Linked DNA regions of Gossypium hirsutum: region 1 is linked to region 2. A link is a contact called in public Hi-C data. All regions are on one chromosome and are shown on one strand. The core of a region is the stretch at or near the end of the contact, and the rest is flanking DNA. Distances in the headings are between cores, read along the strand shown.

What was found. Hi-C and Micro-C count contacts between places; a contact is called where the count stands out from the background.
Region 1: a contact with region 2 is called in a Hi-C map of leaf, with 2.1 times the contacts expected there. The contact joins the promoter of LOC107953303 here to the enhancer-like site in region 2.

What each region holds. Positions count from the first base shown.
Region 1 is chrA07:19,562,904-19,566,952 of Gossypium_hirsutum_v2.1, reverse strand. It overlaps LOC107953303 (UDP-D-apiose/UDP-D-xylose synthase 2), which reads right to left and starts at 2,355. Exons shown (of 9, transcript XM_041117711.1): 1 at 1,907-2,355; 2 at 1,484-1,576; 3 at 1,143-1,250; 4 at 187-301; 5 at 1-106. The coding sequence starts at 2,176.
Region 2 is chrA07:19,507,474-19,511,590 of Gossypium_hirsutum_v2.1, reverse strand. No RefSeq gene overlaps it. Among protein-coding and RNA genes, the nearest start is that of LOC121232192, 4.2 kb to the left of the region's middle. Within about 2 kb of position 1,985, at least 3 of the 9 cell types and tissues checked have an H3K27ac peak or open chromatin away from gene starts, as enhancers often do. A contact at or near this core is called in leaf, where this site is marked.

The DNA of each region.
Region 1 (4,049 bases), core at 1,106-3,605, 55 kb before region 2:
ACTCCCTCACTTGGACCATCAATGCCGGGAATGAAGTCCATCCTTGGTCCAATCCAGTTAAAAGGCCTCACAATGGTGAACTCGAGGCCATTCTCTGCTCCCTCAGCTGGGATAAATAAGAAGAGAAGTCAGTAAATCCTGTTCAAAGCATCTCAACAGGGCCAGATCATTAAAAATGATGCTAACCATAAATGAGCCTCTCAATCAACTGCTTCGCACATGCATACGACCACCTCTGCTTCTCAATAGAGCCAAAAATGCAGGGTGAGACATCTTCCTTAAGAACATAGTAGGCAGGATCCTATAACATGAATTGCAGACAGTGTCAAAGATTCTAAACTTCATAAACAAAGAACACAATAGTGTCAACTCAAAATACAAAAGGGAAAAGGACCAAGAACACAAAGAAACAAAATGAGAAACATTATCAAACCAATTTCAGCATCTCTGTGAATTAAGAGAAGCATAAAATCTGTGCACAAAGGAATACAGCTTGCTTAAGAACAAAATTCAAATAGTAAACAACCTAGTTTTAACATTTCCCACATGAAGCAACTGGATAAACAAAAGAGCTTATACAACGCATGCATATATACTACAATTACAACTAAAACCGATGCAAGATATCTTCCTAGAGCTAAAGTTGTACAGTAAACACGACTAACAAAAAAAAAATGAAAACACAATTTATATTCAACAAAAATTAGTAGCCTAAAACAAGCATATCAACAATTGGAATGGGATAAATAATTCGCAAGGCTTGAGGCTCTTCTAGCCTATTATTCAGCATTTAACAGGTCCACCAGCAAGGATAGACAACTTTCTAAAAACTTCAAATGAAATCTAATTTTATAAAAACCGCATATCTTGCTATGAACCACTCATTTTACTACTACAATAAATTGTTATTACATCAACAACATAACCTCGCCCTCACCCTTCCGACTCCAAGCCTTTGTGATGTTTGTTGACTATATGAGAAAAAACTTCCAGAAAATATTAAAAGCTCAAATATACGTATACCACCAACAGATCACTATACCATACATGTCACCCGGTTAAAAAACAAATTATAGATGTAGCTTCTTCCTTTTGAAAATACTCAATATAAGTGATGAAGAAAAGAGACAGCGAAAGGTTACCTGACGGAGAGGAGAATCTTTAGGCAGAAAGCTTTGGATGGTTTTACCATACACTTCACAAGTCGAGAAATGAATGAGACGCTTGTTGTTCTCTGAACAGTATTTCACCTACCAAACCATAAACCCACATAAAAAGACAACATTAAGTTCAACTTCGATCTCGAAAACATCAGCAACTATCAAATCCCTCCTCACTCGTATCAATATATTAAAAAAAACCGTTATAAAAAGAGACGCTTATCAAATCTCTCGGCTCATCAACAACAAGCAACTAAAATGGAAAAAAGAAGAAGAAGAAGAAGAAGCAGAAAGAATAAAACCGTCATAAAAGAACTGCTTACCACAGGAAGTGCATCAATAAAATTGCTGTAAATCGTATCGAGCGGGCGTGTATTATAATCTGCCGGAGTACAGATCGCCGCAAGATTTATCGTCTGTATTGTCGCAAAAACAATAACAACTAAATTAGTCAACATAAATCAAGTAAAAAAGTTCTTTTAATATAAAAAAAACTAACAAATCAGGTAAAAATAAAAACTAAATCCTGGAGAACACAATGAGATAAATTAGCTCAACAAAAAAAATTAAAGTTACACAGAATTTAACCAGATCTAAGAAATTAAATCCAAAGAAAACACTAAAGAAACAAAACCAAAAAAAAACAAGAAAGCATTTTAGACAGAAATAAAGAGAAAAAAAAATCCTTGATCTCCAGCAATTGTTTTTGAGAAAGTAAGAAAATAGCAAGAAATGGAAGAAATTACGAGATCTGTCATCTTGATGAGGCCTTCAAGCCTAGAATCGTGCTTGATGTTAAGTCGGTGAAACTGGATACGGCCAGCCCAAGGGAGAGAGTCAGGCTCGAGGAGGTGCTTAATCTTGTCATTGTAAACGTCCAAGGCGAGAACCTTGTGCGGCGTTTCCGACATTAATTTCTCGCAGAGGTGAGAGCCAATGAAGCCTCCCGCTCCAATCATGCATATCGTAATTGGCTTTATTGGTCTCCCGTCCAGATCCATTCTCGAAGCTGCCATTTCAAACGACACCGGTGTTTTCCTTCTTCCGACGCCGGTGGTGAAAAAAGTAATTATTAGCAGAAAGAAAAAAATAGAAAGAGAGAGAGAAATTTGAAGATGGAGAGGAGAGGGGAGAAATGGCCAGGCCTCTTGTATATATGGGGAATGGAGGGAAATGTGAAGCAGAGAAAGACCCCTTTACAGTGCTACATTAAATGAGGGACCGTATTAAAGCCTACTCTCGCGAGTATAGCCACTGCATGTACTCGATTGAGAAGGGAGCATGTGGGAAATTTCATAAATTATATTAGTTACTTAGTAAAAAGTTTTGGGAATCTTTTAGGTTAATTTCATCAAACATCCCCAAACTATCACCTATGTTTTGAATTTGTCTATAAACTTTAAAATATTATAATTGAGCTCTCAAAGTATTAGTATCACATTAATCACATTTTTTGTTAACTTAGGTTGTTTTGATAAGCCATTCAAAATAAATTTTTATTTCATTGAAAATAAAATTTTTCAACAGTTACTACTTCTTTTATTATTATTTGTGTTTGATAACCTTATTAGCTTTTTACTTAACATAAAATTTTCAACAAAAAATATTAGATATAATTAGTAAATAGCTACTTATCACTTAATATGAAAAATATTAAATTCGTTTTATTTTTCAAATCTTATTTTCAAAATAAGTTATTTCTTCATTTTATTAAAAATAATAATATTCAAATTTTATCTTTTAACTTTTATTTTAATTTTTTTAAAAAAAATCTAAATTTATTATTATCAAACAAAACAATTATATCTCGTACTTATTATATATATATATCAAATGGTTTTATAATATAAATCCGTTGCTTATAAAATTTAGTACTAAAAATTAAGTAATTATTTTTTTCAATTTATCAAATACACCATTAACTATTAATTTAAGTGCTAATACTAATTCGAATCTAACATGGAATATATTTAAAATGTAAATCAAATTGTAAATTCGAGTATATTTAATGCATCAACAACTTAAATCCACCTTGTCAAAAAATTGTCCATAAAGTTTAGGAATTTTTTTTTTTAATATGTCCAATCCAGATTGTTCATATAGTGAGCATACGCCTAATCCATGTGTTTATTTATGCTCTAGACTTAAGCAAGCATTTTAATGCCCAAGGTCCTAAGCTAATGATTAGGCTGACAAAAGAAATTTATTGATATAGTGCTAATATTATAATGGCTCATTTATGTTTTGAAATTTAAGAAATTTTATTATACGTATGTACACGTGGAACTATATATTTGCATGTATGAATGTAACTTTTAATAATAATGAATCATATGATTTGAAATTAATATTAGTAACACTATATGTACGAAATTAGAATTAAAAAATAGTTTAAATTGTGATTAAGAAGAATTTAAATATGTAAATGCATTAGATTAATAATTTTAAATACACTTCAATTGTTTCTCATAATATTATCATTTTTCTTAAATTGATATCAAGTTGACTTGTGACACCAACTCAATTACATACATAAATAATAGTATATACATAGAAACAATGTGAATGAAATAATTTGTGTAATACCATTGAAATGTATAAAAGTATCAAAATAAAACTTTGATCGAACTGGTGAAGAAAAGTTTTTGTAGATGCTAGTGGCATGAGTTTAAATCTCAGCATTTGTAAATTTTTATTGATTTTTTAAAATAAAATTAAAAAAATACTCTCATAATAATGTAATTTATTTAAAATATGTAAGATTATTTTAATAACTTCCTTGATTGAGTTGGTGTTAAGTTGACTCGTAACACCAACTCGATCACAAACTTAAATAATAGTATAGATATATCACTTTCTGTTTGAAAATAAAAAAACAGACATATATAT
Region 2 (4,117 bases), core at 736-3,235:
GAGAGTTGGGTCTTATCAGTCCCCGACTCTGCCACTGCGGGGCTCCAAGAAAAGTATAAATTTGAGATATTGTTGAATTTGATCTTTGAAGAAGTATATTTATATCCACATTGCATTTTTGTATTCCTTCCAAATTGATTAATGAATTAAAATTTTAAATATATTTTATAATTTTTATGAACATAGTAAATTAAATTTGATATTGATGGGACGAAATCAAACCCTATAAAATACTAATCGGTACTTTTTTACCATCGAAAAATAGATTTGGTAATATAATATGATAATAATAAAAAAATCAATCACAATACTACAAGAAAAAAAAATCAAGACATAACTTTTTACATCAAAAACAAACTTTAAAGCAAATGATAAAAACTATGATACTTGAAAGTCTACTCAAAGCTCCATTATAACCAAAAGTCTTGTTACAATATTACAACACAAGCCATCACAACAGCATATACCTCTAACAAAGGTTATCAACAAGTAATCTCAAGCAAACTAAAGAGATAAGTTGAGAATATCACTCAAACAGTGGCTGACTTTGAAACCTAAAAACTCAAAGCTAAAATGCCCCAATGAAAAATCCGACCATACACATTAAAGATCTTCAATGGACACCAAATAGACCTTTGATTGAAGAAAATATTAAACTAGTTTGGGTAGAAAAAGTTGTGAAAACTCAGTTTTTCTCCTTTCTTTTTTTATTTTGCCGACACACACTAAAAAAAATTGAAGCTAATATTTCTGCCCCTACAGCACACGCACATATAGTAGGGCATACTTATAGGCAATGGGCCACCCACATTGTAACACCCTCATACCCGACCAGAATATCGAGTCAAGCAGTAAGATGTTATATTCATTGCCAAAGAAACTTCAATGAAATTCTTATTAAAAATTCTACCTAATAGAGTTAACAGTATAATTTGAGGTTAATATAAAAATTCTAATTTTATCTTAAACTATCACGCCTCAAAATATAGGGGTTAATTAAAATAATAAACCAAGTACTGATTAGGCTTGATGGTCAAGTAGCTAGTGCATTCCTTAGAGGCAAACTTTTGGTTTGTATTTGTATGGTTTGGGATTAATTTAATTACTACATGTTCCTGACATTTTACGAACTTGGCAATGGGAATAAGAAACGTGACTCTTGAGTTGGACAGCTTACTTGCAATCTCTATGATAAAAGAGCAAGCAGCTAGTCATGGTGCTAATGGTTTGGTGTGAGCTATAAGGAGACTGTAGTTGCATTGGGAGGTTGAAGTTGCACTAGTTTATCAGGAAGGGAATAAAGTTGCCGACGCACTAGCAGCAATGGGATTTTCACAAGCATTTGGTGTTCATAGATTTGTTTAGGCTCTAGATGTAGTTCGTCGCGTAGTTGAAGATGATCTTAATGGTACGAGCACTTATAAAATAATTGTTGATTAATCTATTTGATTCCTTTTACCATCAAAAAGAAAATCTAAATTGTAATGAGTTATTTAATTTTTTTCATTGTATTTTAATTTTAAACAAAAGATTTCATTTGTAAAAATATAAAAACTTTAAAATAACTTTTATTAAACAATACATAATTTTTTTAATCAATAAATATTAACTCTATTATAATTTAATTTAATTTTATTCTTTTTAATATTAGATCAATCAAATTAATTTATTTAATAATAAAAAAAAATAACAACCTCAACCCACTCAGCTTCTTAAACATTGTGTCTTCACTCTTTCCTTTTCCTCAATCTCACTCACATTAGAAAGATTTGTACTTACGGTACATTAGTAACAAAGAAATATAAAATATTAAAATTAAAAAAGAAAATAGATTTTGTAATGGGTGCAGAGATGTCTTTTTCTCTTGGGACAAAAAAGGAAATGAAAATTAAGACCCAGCGGGAGGAGCAGATAGCATCACCAGCCCCACCTGGGCATAACATTTTGGGTTTCTGTGTTTTTCGAAGCGTGTGCTATTATATTTTCTTCCTATGATTGAGGGCCTTTGGATGCTCTCTCGCTGTTGCAGCTGCTGCCAACTGCCACTGCCAACCATTCGCTTTTCTCTAATCTCTTCTGCCGTCACCCCCTTTTCTTCTATAACTACGTGTTTTTGCCATATTTACTTACGTTATTATAATTTATTTTTTTATTCAGTATTAATCTGACTTTTTGCCAACTGAATTTTTAATTAATTGGAATGGTAATTTCAGAATTTTGTTACAAATATAATTTCACCAATTATACAATAAATAACTTGACTTTCAAATATATTTTCAGAATTCTTGATGCACGAACTAACTGGTTAGAACATTATTTTGGTCAGTTGTAAATAAACCGATGATTTTACAAACACCACCCACCTTTTTACAATTAACAAATCTTTTTATTGTATAGAAATGGAAGGTGCATCATGTGTAATAAATCAAAGCTTAGATCTCCCATATTTAATTATCAATTTTAGTAATGGAATAATCTTTTTATTATTGGAATAAAAAATTATTATTCTAGATACTTTATTTGTTCCTAACTTTAATAAATTGTTAACCATATTTATATTAAACACTTTTATACAATTCTAATATTTTATTACATAATACTGTAATTCTTAGCGTAAACTATTAAAATTGTCACTTTTATTTACTTTAAATTATATTTTAGTCACTTATATTTAAAATGTTACGTTTTAGTCACTTACGTTATCGCGTTGTGACATTTTAGTAATTGAGCCTTTAATTTCTGTTAACAGTAAGCTGATATGGCACATTAAATCATCATTTCAAATAAAAAATTTAGGTTACTTTATACAATCCGTCCCCATATTTTTTTTTGTTTTGAACAATTTAATTTTTTCTTTTATGTTTTTTAACTTTCTTTTGTCTTTCTTTATTTTCCATTATCTTCCGCTTCTCCCTGTTTTCCTCGCTTCTCTATTTTTTTTAATGTAGTTTTTCTATATTTTCTATTTGTTAAAACTAGTCCCTATACTCTTTTTTAAACAATTTAATTTTTTCGAGTGAGACGAGCTTGTGGACTAGTTTTAACAAATGGAAAATATAGAAAAAAAAACTACGTTAAAAGAAATGAAGAAGAGAGGAAAACAAATAGAGAAGCAGAAAAGAATGGAAAAAAAAAAGAAAGAAAGTTCAAAGAATGTAAAAGAAAAAAATTAAATTGCTTAAAATGAAAAAAATTTAGGGATCAATTGTAAAATTTAACCTAAAAATTTCTTTTAAAATGATGATTTAATGTGTCATGTCAGATTACTTTTACATTGTTAACTGCAATTCATGTCTTAGTGACTAAAATGTTACAACACGATAACGTAAGTGGCTAAAATGTAACATTGCAAACATAAGTAATTAAAATGTAATTTGAGACAAACAAAAATTATCATTTTGATAGTTTACTCTAAAATTTATTTGGGAGGAATTCACTTACCACTATGTAAAACTAAAGTAGTTTTACTCTTTATATCTATCTATACAATTAAAATTTTAACAATCCAACCAATAACTTTAAGATACAAAGTTATTTTATTACTTATAAGCTTATATTTCAATCAAGATAAGAATGATTTATAGTGTTTCTATAGTTACTTTAATTATGTTTATGTTAAGTAGTTATTTTTGAAACTTTTATTTTAATAATGCATTTTTGTCAAGTGAGATACTGAAATTGTGAATTTTTGTCCTTGAAGGTGGCCAGTAGAACATTGGAAATGTGGAGAAAAGAATATGTTAAATTTTAACATATGAAACCCTAATGTTGTAGCAAAATCGTGGTATCAAGTTTAACGAGAGTAGATTGAAACCCTCACATTTAAAGAACGCCACATCAACTCTTGGACTTAACTCATTTCTTAGTCAATAGTTGATGATGACTAATAGTCAAAAGGAATTAGGCTCTGCAAAATTTAAATCGTCCAAGTACTCATAAGAGAAGAAAACAAACGAATAAATACCTCATTTTGGGGATATAAATATCCCATTTTTCATAATAAAAAAGAGTGCATCCTTGTACAATTTGAGAACACCCATTTTTAAAAGAATAGAAGTTGAAAAAGAAGAAGATAAGAAGAGAAAAAAAGAAACGAACCAATTGGGGAGAATCACCT